Regions from separate parts of the Lactuca sativa genome. Here region 2 is linked to region 1. A link is a contact called in public Hi-C data. All regions are on one chromosome and are shown on one strand. Each heading gives the region's core, a stretch centred on a gene start, on an enhancer-like site or on the middle of the called end of the contact. The rest is flanking DNA. Distances are from core to core; before and after follow the strand shown. Region 1 holds the start of LOC111890724 (serine/threonine-protein phosphatase PP1 isozyme 9). Region 2 holds the start of LOC111890729 (serine/arginine-rich splicing factor SR30).

Region 1 (6,301 bases), core at 1,855-4,354:
ATATCTTAAAATTATTACATTTTTGACAAGTAATAATAATTGTATCGTGATTGGATATCATAAGAATCCAATGATTCATGTATCTTATTCCATACACTAAAGAGTCATAACATATACATGATAATATAACAATTTCTTAAAATAAACGCCAAGGAAAATCAATAAAGATAAGGAAACAAGTCTTGAAAATAAAGAAGATACGATTTCCTTTTTGCAGCTAATTGTCACCAACCATCAAGTTTAAGGTTTCATGCACAAAGATCGGAGGAACATTCCTCTGATAATTCTACTATGAATAACAATGTTGAAGGGTCTAATTGTCTAAACGCTTCCATTAGAATTAAATAGGATAAATTTGAGAACATTGCGTTTCGACCATTATATCTTTATTAGTTATGGATATATTCACTTTTTTGACATTTTGGCTGGATTAGAATTTAGAGATACATGACATTTTAATTTAGTTAGCTTGTCATTTTGCACTTTTTTGTTGTCCCACCACAAGACTTTTGTGAAAAAATTGTTGACTCTAAGCATTTTCCCATAAATTTAAGATCGTACTTCTTTCAATATATACTTATATCATCCTTGAAATGCAAGATTTTACAAGGAAAACAAAAAAAGCCCTAAGAATCCTTTTATCCAAATAGATTTTTTGAAGTGCATAATAAAAAAGGGTAAATGCCATGGTAACATAACATATCAACATACATGTTCTTTGGTTCTTTTCTCGAAACCACTTAGAGAAACCATGAACACCATTTTCATCTTCCATTTCAATGGTGGGATCAAAATCAAAGGTTAAAGCTCCAAATTACCAACACAAGAACATCCTTCACACACTTTCAAAAGTAAAAAGAAAAAAGAAAAACACATTTTACAATCAATATACAACAACACGAAAACCGTTGAAGGCAGATGACTGATTCTCAATCTATATTTCCAACAATAACAACCAACCAACTGGAAAAAGGGTGTGTTTTAATTTGCATCCAACTACAGTAAGTTTCTGTGCATTCATTAAGTATATTACCCTCCCTAAATCACCTCATCTTACAGATGTCATCCATTTCATACTTCATACATCTCTACACTTCAACCTTCATCATTATGAATTATGATTTTTCTTATCCCCTCACCACTTTTCCTCCCTCATGCTGTTCCTGTTTTTGGTGGCTATTCAAACAAACATTTATAGAAAATACTCAAGAGTTTGAGAAAAAGTTGAAAATCTTATTCAAAAACTTAACTAAAATTTTACCTTTTTAAGAGGCAACTTAGAAGTTCCTGGCTTTTTTGAATAATCAAGAGGCTTCAATATCTCAAAAGAACACACTAAGGATTTGTCAACACTCAATAAAGCTCCTGCATTGTCAAACTCTCCCCCATAATTTGGAGCTGAAAATATTGTCACAAGTCTTCTTTTAGCAAAAAACTCATACCCATCTTCTACAACCTGCAAAAAACATTCATAATATGGTTCATATGATTCATATACAATGTTTCCATAAACAAACAAAGTTTTATTACCTGATGACCTCTACAAATAAGGTCAAGATCATTTTTGGCAAGAAATTCAACAACTTTATCAGCTCCAAAAGTACATGAAACACCACGATCACTATCAGACCAACCTTCAATGTTGGGATCAGGATCTGACCACAATAAATCACATAAAAGCCCATTATCTGGGATTTCAGTTGGCCTTTCAATTTCCCTTATTTGTCTTAAATTCTCAAGCTCTGGGGAAAGACCACCATGCATGCAAAGGATCTTTTCATCAACTAATGCAGCAACTGGCAAACAGTTGAAGCAATCTGTAAATATCTTCCATAAACGGACATTGAATCTCCTTTTACATTCGTCATAAAACCCATAAATGCGGTTGATTTTGGCATCTTCATGGTTTCCTCTTAAGAGGAACACTTTATCTGGATATCTTATCTTGTATGCAAGAAGCAGACATATGGTCTCCAAACTTTGTTTGCCTCTGTCAACATAATCACCAAGAAAGAGGTAGTTTTCAATTGGAGGGTAGCCACCATACTCAAAAAGCCTCAATAGGTCTTGATATTGTCCATGTATATCACCTATCATTAACAAAGATTGAAGAACATGAGCTACATTAGGAAATAATATAAGAGTATATAAGTAGTTTTAGTAGTATATGTATATAGTCAGTTTTGTATTGTTACAGCTAGTATCAAATTGATTATTTAGCCCTTGAAGAATCCAATAATCATAAGTATTACTCAGATTGTAGAAATTGTTATCCCAATAATCACATAATCACTTGCGGAAGGCATACTCCAAACACCCTCTTAGGATTACAACCACTCAAATCAATTAAATTCTAAGGGATAAATGTAGAGATCATCAATGGGGTGAGAAAATGAACAAACACAAAACCCCCAAACCAAATAGTTCAAAGAAAGGCACCGATTCACCATGATAATCATCATTAAAACTAAACCCGCCCCAAATCAGATCAAATACAAAGAAACCCTTTAGTAATTCGATCATTAGGGCACCCCAATAGAACTCAAAATTACATAGAACATGGGCAGAAATCCATCATACCCATCTGCAATTGAGCGTCATAATTACGAGATTCCAAAAAAAAAGTATACAAAAAAATACAAGGATCACAAAAACTAGTCCTCGAATCTTACCGCAGATCCTGATTGGCGCATGGAGCTGCAGGAGATTAGGTTGAGAAAGAAAAATTTGCCTGGCGTTGACGCACAGCTGACGGATCTCAGCCTCCGATAGCTGGACCTGTTTCCCTCCTCTACCATCCAACAACCTCCTAATTATATCATCCAATACACCCTTCTCCATCATCCCGTCCATCACGATCATACTCATTTTATCTTCCTACCTACCTATTAACACGAGAAGAAAAATCCTCCTAAGAAAGGGTTAATCGAGAAAGATTTACATAGATAAAGAGAAAGGGATCGAGTAATTGAATTTAGAAGAGAGATGAGGGATGAAAGAGGTGGGGTGGGGGTTGAATGAGATTTGGTGTGGTGGGTATTTCTCAAAGAAGAGAAAGAACATGTCTTTGGGCATGTCGTTATCCTGCAGCTCTTGAACACTTTTTCAATTCTTTCCGTCTGTGAGTAATCAATGTATACGTATTTTCTTCGTACTCTATACGTCTCTTTGGTTTGATACGGTCTAAGGTTATCCATACCATAACCGGCTCAAGTCTTCCCGTTTTAATATCACTATATTTATATAACACAAAGTAGAATATATATATATATATATATATATATATATATATATATATATATATATATATATATATATATATATATATATATATATATATATATATATATATTATCATTTTATTAATTAATTAAATAATCATATTGTCTTGCAAAATACTTATATATGTAATCATTATTGTTAGGTGGACAATATGATACTTCTAGTTGTAAACTTACCAACGGTTGGCACATAGACAAAGTAAAGATAGTTTGGTGGAATAGTTGATGTTTTGTCTTGAAATAAGTTGATTTTGTCTAGTAAATGTATTAGAACTAATTTCTTTTATACAATATAGAGTATAAGAAAACACTATTTCTTTTATTATTTATGGATTATGCTTCTACTTTTTAAGTGATCAAACTCTAAGTGTAAATTAATTTCACCCATAAATCAAATCTCAAATTAAACTCTAACGCCTTGTTTCCGAGTTCAACTTAAAGAGAGAAATGGGAGGATACTGAGGGAAAGTGAAGGTGTCGAAGGAAAATCGTGTTCCCGAGTTTCATTAATGGAAGGAAAGTGAGGGGAGGGGAAGGATTTTGGAGTCATATTTTCCTTTTAAATTTTCCTCCCAAATTGGGCGGATTTGGGAAGAAAGTGAGGGGAAGGAAAATTTTAAGTTTTAATTTCTTTTTCCTCCTAACTCAGGAACACAAAAACTTAAAATTTTCCTTTCATTTCCTTCGAACTCGGGAACACGGAATAATAAATATTTTCCTTCACTTCCCTTTCTTTCTGTCAAAATTTTCATTCCCTTTCCTTTAATGAATTTAAAAAAAAACTCGGGAACAAGGCGTAAGCTCAAACATCAAGATCATAAGAATGATACTTCAAGTTTTAAACTTAGCTTTCTGAAAATCTATTTTGTACAATCCAAAGTCGTATGTTTACATATGCATTGTTAATTTGTACATTAACTCCTTTAAACATTTATCTCTAACACATATAAGCCAATCCCACATTAAATCTTAACTTTCATTTCCAAAGTTGATTGCCATAGTAGGAAGTTGACTATAAACTTAACATTTATGATTTATTTTCCAAACATTTGTACAAATTTCATTAAAATGATGAACCATTTCTAAAAAGCTAGTTTTAATCGGTTTGTGTTTATAATTCATATTACGTTTTGGCACACTTCTTCATATGCCATAAATATATATTGTCTTATAAATTTCTTACCAATCATGAAAATTTAACATTTTCATCATACCATCCTCATTAAATCATAATCCAATATTTGACATAGTTTTTAATGCTAGAATACTTCAAGATTTTCCCATAAATTTGTTGGATGATGCTTATTTTACAATATTTCTCAATATTATTCTATATTTAGGTTATACTTTTTATAAATGTAAAAATATATTTTATCATATCAAAAAATATTAAAAATTTTACGAACAAATCATAATCAACGTGCATTATTATGTTAATATTAAACACAAGTTTCCTTTTTACAACAGGAACAATTTTTTAAGAAAGAAAATGATATACCTTAAGATTGTGTGGAGAACCGAAAAAAAATAAAAAAAATAAAAATAATAATAAAAAAATAAACTTTTCACATTTCATTGATATGAACAAAACTTACAAAAAAATGGAATAATCTTCTAGGTTAATCATATTCTACTCTTTTTATAGAGTTTACGAAAACCCTAACATCTAAGATTGAAATCCTAAAGATGACGGTAACAAAAACAAGAGAGAATATGAAAAATATTTAACTCTCTCAAATGAAGAAAATGATAACACTTCGTATCGTATGGTGTAAACAATAACTTCATGTATCATTTCAATATGGGAACATACGGTATAGCTATACGGTATTAAAAAATATTAACAGCTCTCACCAACTTGGTTATACAAATCTTTTGCTCTTTCGTATAAGATTTCCAACGATGCATTAGAGATCGACTTTCTAGCTTATTCAAAGCAACCTTCCAGTTATCCAACTATTCATATTTGATCCTCCATGAATCGATCGACTCTTAATTAAGCTAAGTTACAAATACTAAATAATTACCGATGTTAAGGTTGTATAGGCATACATTGTAACACCCGATTCCTGATTTGAGTAATTGGCAGATGCGCTTACCAAATTGTCTATTGGAGGATTACATGTGTTGGAAGTTTTTAATTGTAACATCTGAGTCCCAACTATGCTTTTCTAAAACTATGATTGGTGATTTTAATGTCCAAGGAAATGTAAAAGTGATGACCAAAGATTGAAGGAATAAATCACAAAAATCTAAAAACTGAAAAGCTGTAGATTTATACTGAAGGCGTCAGGGCGCCATTTATGGGGTGCAGAGCGCCCAGATACATGGGATAAACGACTTATTAGGGTTTTAGGGACTATTTAAAGCACATTAACCCCTAGGATTTGTCATTCTCAACCTCTATCAACCCTAGAACATCCCTTAAGAGAAACACAGGCCTCCTTTGAGTGTTCTGAGCTTATCCTCTCTCTCCTTGAACCAATTTTGGTGCTTATTTGGGTGTTTTGGTGAAGCTTGAAGATCAAGAAGGTTTCCTTTGTTGTAGGAAAGGTGGTTCCAGGTGTAGATCCAGCAAACTCACTCCATTTCTAGACCTTTATAAGTATAAAGTTGATACCTTGCTCTTTAGTTCTTGAGATCTTGTTATGTGTAATTTTTGGTACTTTTTGGTCATTTTGCATGTGTTCTTAGAGTTAAGAGAACTCCATGACCTTTTGAGCACATTTGATTACTCTCCGGACTTGTTGGACTTGGAAAAATCGGATCTTGTTGTAATAACCCATATATCAGAGTGTATGTCAATGTTTACAAAACTAGAGTTTCAACAATCATCAAATTATTTCCAGAAAACATTAACGGGTATCAACATATCATATATTAACCACTTATTAAAGCAACAAGGATAGAACATAAAACAAAAGTCTTGTCTAATATCATGGATGCTCATAAGCCCACTCATCAAAGGCTTGCTACCTGAACCTGAAATACATGGAAACGACATATATCAAACAATATGT
Region 2 (6,394 bases), core at 1,770-4,269, 140 kb before region 1:
AACCAGATCTGCTTCGACTTGGGCTCCTATCTCCACCATGGCGATGAGTCTGCTCAAATAATTAGATCCACCATCAAAACAGAGATTCTATTTGTAACAACACATAAATAGCAACGTACTTTCAATTGTAGCATTGTCCTTTTAAGTATTTTACTACTTTTCTTAAGTACAATGTTTTAATAATGAGAAATCAAAATGGAAGTATGTTGCTATTTCTTGCATTTAAACCAAAACTTACAGATGATGGTGTAGGCGATCTTGATGGAGATCTGCAAAAATTTCCATAAAAGATAAAAGAAAAAAAAAACAAAAAAACCAATTCATTAGCCACAAAATCCAGAATCCCAAAACATTCAACAACAATATTTTCCATATGGTCTTCGATTGTATAACACAAAGTTCACCACCTTTCACCATATCATCAAAACTAATTCCCCTATGCTATAAATATTCATATCCACCCACTTCTTATCCAGTCTTAACCACAGTTAATTACCTTTTTCTTATCAAGTTTGCGCCCAAAATCCCATCAAGAATCCACAAGAACGCCGTGGAATCCACATCTAAAAAATTAAAAACAAGATAACCCTTCACAATCATGGCATCCAAAACCAAGGGCACCCTTTTAAAATCCTTCCAACAATCAAACCCCACATCCACCTTTTCGATAGCGACTATTTGTAACTAATATGATAGGGAAAGTTTTGGTAAATAAAGTGGTAGGTAGCCATTTAGCAACTATATGGTGAAATTATTAATTATGAAATGAAGACGACAAAAAGAAAGTGGATCATAAGTTAAAACTAAAAAGGGAAAGTCTTGAATAAAAGAGCAAAAACATTGTTCTTAAAGTAGGTAGGTACCTTGAAGCAGATTTAGATCGATAAGAAACAGATCTAGATCGAGACCTGCTTCTGCTGTCAGAGCTGTAGCTGTGAGTTGGACTTCTGCTTCTTGAATAATATGGACTTGGGGTTCGGCTCCTAGACTCGTTGTGTCTTCTATCATACTCCTCCACCTGTTGTCAATAAACCAAACCACCAATTTATTGATCAAGTCCTAACTTTTCTTAAATGTTTTTTAAACAACATTTATCCAGACAACACTTGATTAAAAAAAAAAATAAGAACACATCATATTCATACCCGTATGTAGGCCTTGGAGAAGTGGTTCCGAAAAAGTGAGTCATCAAGTTTCCTTACCTAAAACAAACAATAACACCTATTAAAAGAGCTGCATGGCATTATAAGTTTAAAACATCTATATAGAGAAAACAAACCGCATATTTCATATCATCATAGTTTGTATAGTCCACAATCCCCCTCATTCCTGCAAAAAACTATAATCAGCCTCATTTGTAATTTGAAGGATCATATACAAATAATAACTACAACTTACTTACTTACCATCACGATCACGGAAAACTTGAGAGAAACAAACATCACCAGCTCTACGCATGTGATCCTAAAATGACATTTTTTTTAAATCCAATTAGGATTTGAAAACACATAAACAAAACTATCTGATCTAAAATGTCAACAAAACCAACCTTCAGATCTTGCCATGAAGCAGAAGATGGTAATCCAGTCACATAAACTGCAAATCATTAGGAAAATATTTGAAATGTTTTTGATAGATTAATCATTATTAGAAGAAGCAGACAAAGCAGGGGAATAAACAAACCACGATAGTCAGTGCGCCTTGATACTCCCCCATGGCTACCACCTCCACTTCTGTGGCGATCTATGGAAGATGAAGATCTCCCACCATGTGCAAGTTCAACCTTCAGTGCAAGTAAACACAAAAGAAACCAATCAAAAACATGATTGAAAGTATGAAACTAAGTTGTTGATGAATTAAGAATGGTCTCGTTGACTAACTCGTAAGCGTTGACCATCAAACTTATAGCCATCACGTCCACGGATCGCATCTTCAGCATCACGCGGATCTTCAAACTGAAATGAAATAAAAAAGGCGTAATGTTATGAAAAGAAATGGTTGAAAAAAATCCTTTTAAGAAGAATGAGAGAGAATCGGATATGTAGTTTACCTCTACAAAGGCAAAAACAGGGGGTCTAGGAGGAATTTTCAGGTCGATTTCAACAATGGGTCCATACTGTATGAAAAAATACAAAATCGATGTAAAAAATTGGAGATATCTTGGTTTCAAAGTAAATAATGAATTACAAAGAGAGATCAGAGAGAACCTTGTAAAACAGATCTTCAATTTCTCTTTCGCGAATATCACCAGGAAGATTACCCACATAGAGTGTACGACTTGAGCGACCCATGTTTTTTAGCAAAAAAATGTGATGATCTGATACAATAACAACTTGATTTTAGATAATTTGAAAGATTAATATTATCGAATATAGGAGGAAATCACTATGAGTTATATCACCAATAATATGTCGTTAAGTACAGATACTTGTCAAGTTTTAAAAGAACTAATTTAAATTCTGGTCTGGACAGTTTACATCATTCAACCACAGAATTCAAAGTGAATCCTTACAAAGTAGCCAAACATTACAGTTCTGTAGAAGTTAATTCAACATATTAATGAACCTAGAAAGGATGCTCGAGGTTAAAAACCCAAATATAATATTCTACAAAATAATAAAAACTACTATATTCAAAAAATTTATGATAATAATAAAATTTAGTTCTAAAGGCCATAGGAATCAACAACCTAACAAAATCGTAATATGCATGATCCTAAGAGGAAAGCAATCGAACAAGCAAAACCCTAACAGCGATTTACCGTATTTTCAAAGTCTATTAACGGAGTAATCCATATAAATATGTAAGGAAATCAAAGACGCAGAGTATTTGATCTAAAAAGGTATTTAGGCCGAAATCGATCGACTGCGCTACTATTGCAAAAGGAAATACCTTCTGTCTTCTGAAATCTAGGAGTGGCAGATAAACAACACGTACTTGTGGAAGGTTCGGGTTCCTTTAAGTAGTGGACAACAAGACAACCTTGAAAAAGTTGATATAAATACACAAACGGGAAAATATTGTTTTAAAAAATTGTAAATTACACGAATGGTCCATATGGTTATGGTTTCGGGTAATTTATGCGTTTGGTTTAATTTAATTTTTTAACCCGGAAGGTCTTTATTATTTGTTTTTGTTGCGTGTTTGGTCCCTGTCTAATATAAAAAGACTATTATGCCCTTATTAATTTCTTTTCTAATTGATTTTATTATTTATGTATTTATTTTAATTTATTATTGTATATTTATGATTAAACTACCACCATTTATGTCACCATTGGATTAAACTCAACTACCACCACTAAAATAACTAACAACAAACAATCACCACCTCCTCCTCATTCCCTACTAAAACAACCGCCATCCACCACCAATCACCGACAACCATGGTTAGATTCCTGAAAACAAATCCAAAATCAAGAATAAACCTCATGAATCAAAACAAAATACAAATCGGATAATCAAAATCAAGAACAATCATAAAACATATTTCCAAAAAATCATGGTGGTGGCTTCGATGAAATGAAGAGAGGGGAGAAGTTAGAACCATAGGAAGGGAGAAGAGGGAACTATATCGTAGTTTACATCTGATGGTGACAGCGGGGAAACCAGATTGGAATTTGAATCTGGTGGTAGCCGACGATTTCGTACGCCCCTTGTTGCCTTCAATATATTCTCATTTGATAAAAGCTTTGAACCAACCTCGCTGGTGTTTAAAAGCTTCCAACTAACCTCGTCGACTTTTGAAAGCTTCGAACCCATCTCACCGTCGTGTAAAAGCTTTGAATTTGTCAGCAATGTGTAAAAACTTTGAATCCGACTTTTCTGAGTGGGATACGACGATGATAGATTCAGGAGTTCAAGAGTTCAATCTTTTCGGAAGTGGTGTTGTTGTGTTTTCCGATTTCTAACAACGGAAACGATGGATTTCGGTAAAGCCTGCAACATGGAAATGAAATTGGGCATCACCATCATTTACAAATCGGTAATTTATCACACAATTATGCATGATTTCTCCATCATAACTTGGTAGGCAAAAGCCCTACTATAGAGCATGATTTTGGTTTATACCATGGTACACGATGATGATTGGCAGATGAAATGGTTTTGGGAGGTTCTTGATTTTGAAGCTATTCAAGATAAAGGTTGAAGATGAAGGTGAGTGGTGGGACCCATTTTATTATTAAATATTTATTTAATAAATAAGTAAACAATAACCAATAAAATTCAAAAAAAAAAATAGTAAGAGTGGGTAATATTTTATTCCTTATTTATTTTTATGTTAATCTTGCTAGTTAGGTTTTCCTTTTAAGTTGTTAGTTTCGTCTAGGTTATTCCCTCACTACCCTTTTCCCTCATATTCGTTTCTGATGCCTATCTTTTCCTTACTCGAGGACGAGTAAGGTCTAAGCTTAGGAAGGTTTGTTAGATGCATTTTATATGCATCTTTTAGCATGTTATTCTCGATATTTTTCTATGAAAAGCTATCTCCCTAATGTTATTATAAAATTCATGTTTCTCCTTATATTTGTAAAATACCCATACTACTCACTTTTGTTATGATTTTCAGGGTAAATTGGAGCACATTGGCACATGAAACATCTCGGGATGCGTTCTTTGAAAATGGAGCTTGATTGGAGATGGAACTAAGGAAGGATGCTGAGGAATGATCAGGAATGGTTTGAAAGGAAGAATTACGACCAAAACGAGATAAGATGGAAGATATGCGATCGTAGTTCTTGTTTATGCGATCGTAGAAATGTTCGCATACTTGCTTCTAGGTTTCTATGTGCTAAACATTCAAGCTGAGAAAAAAGATCAAAAAAATGTGATCACAGATTTGCTTCGAAGTCTTGAAAAGTTCCAAAACAACATCGTATTTCATTAAGCCACTTCGGGACACATTTCAACGAAAAATGCAATCGCATTTATCATATATGCGATCGCAGAAATCCCCACTTTTTGACTGGAAGTATAAAAAGGCTTCTAAAACACCTCAGTTAAAAAATTTGTGATTCCAGATGACTGAGAGACGATTTTCAAAGGTTTTTGAGTGCCAAACATAGATCTGAAGAACACGATTCAATTTTTAGTTTCATTTAGTAAGAATTGTAAATTAGGTTTCGTTTTTACTTGTAATTCGTTTTTAGCCATGTCATGCTAAAAACCCTAGATTTCAGTTTCGCAAACGACTCGACTTTTCGTGCGAGTAATCATTAGGCACAATTTTTGATTGTGTTTACTGTTTAGTTTGATCAATTTTATGCTTAATTGAACATTTGATTTTGATTCAGTTTTTGTTGTCAACTTTAATTGTTAATGAATCATTGTAGTTATTAGATTTGCTTAGATCCGTAATTGTCTCTATTAATTAGTAAAAGTAACGAATATTTGATTGATTCTATGTTAGGATTAACTCTAATATAAACTGATCAAAAAAGTCTTTACACTTCCAAGCTTGTGAGAAGTATTGGACTTTACTGGGAATTTAAAACTGTGTCTAATGCTGCTTTTCTAAATTAATTAAGAGCTTATTTGATTCATTCAGTAAAAAGTAAGGTTTAATTCAAAGAGCTTGTTTTGGTTAAACATCTTAGTAAAAGAAAATTGTTAGAGCTTATTAATAATTTTCAGTACCAGTTTAAACTAACACAACTCAATTATCGTGTTGAAGGTTATTTTGTCACACCCCGAAACCGAAGGCGGAAACGTTCCGGGGCGGAGGACGTCATGAAGTATCGCAATCAATGTACATAGTAAGCATAGTAAACACAAAACATTACATTACATAGATTCATTACATTTGTTTGAAAGTAAAGTAATACAAGTTTTGTAGTTAGATAAGTTAATCCAAAATATGACGAGACTTCCATACGCTCCGCCTTCTGCAAAAGAACGCGGGATACCTGTCTAAGGAGAACCTGAGAATACAAGCAGTTTAAAAATCAGCATAAAGCTGGTGAGTTCATAAGATGTTTGTTTACATAAAAAGATCATGTTTTCCTTTGGTTTTTTGAAAAGTTGTTATCCAAGAAAATCCCATATTTTCTTATAAAGATAGTTTAGTTAAAGTTTTGAATTTCCGTTCGATACAACAGTAGATAATTTAATACGTAAGACTATATATTGAATCCACTGGGAATACCATCCAGTACAACAGTAGGTAGTTTTAATATATAAAACCATAGATTTAAAACCACTGGGAAGACCACCCAGTAAAACTATAGATTAAAAGACCACTGGGAATACCATCCAGTAAAACTATAGATTAAAAACCATGGGAATTCTATCCCTCACTAGATATAAAATCTATAGATTGAAAACCATGGGAATATCATCCCGTACTAGATATAACATCTATAGATCAAAGATAGATATAAAAATACGTGAATAAA

The links. A called contact is a pair of places that touch in the nucleus more often than the background predicts.
Region 2: a Hi-C map of leaf shows a contact between it and region 1, with 4 times the contacts expected there. The contact joins the promoter of LOC111890729 here to the promoter of LOC111890724 in region 1. A contact is called at or near these places in 3 of 4 Hi-C or Micro-C datasets (leaf and seed).

What each region holds. Positions count from the first base shown.
Region 1 is chr5:308,399,914-308,406,214 of Lsat_Salinas_v11, reverse strand. It overlaps LOC111890724 (serine/threonine-protein phosphatase PP1 isozyme 9), which reads right to left and starts at 3,104. Exons shown (of 4, transcript XM_023886806.3): 1 at 2,673-3,104; 2 at 1,531-2,090; 3 at 1,262-1,456; 4 at 909-1,176. The coding sequence starts at 2,868. The coding sequence ends at 1,153.
Region 2 is chr5:308,540,208-308,546,601 of Lsat_Salinas_v11, reverse strand. It overlaps LOC111890729 (serine/arginine-rich splicing factor SR30), which reads right to left and starts at 3,019. Exons shown (of 13, transcript XR_006183251.2): 1 at 2,893-3,019; 2 at 2,208-2,317; 3 at 2,051-2,116; 4 at 1,881-1,955; 5 at 1,684-1,783; 6 at 1,550-1,596; 7 at 1,407-1,464; 8 at 1,280-1,329; 9 at 1,146-1,202; 10 at 864-1,018; 11 at 239-563; 12 at 1-49.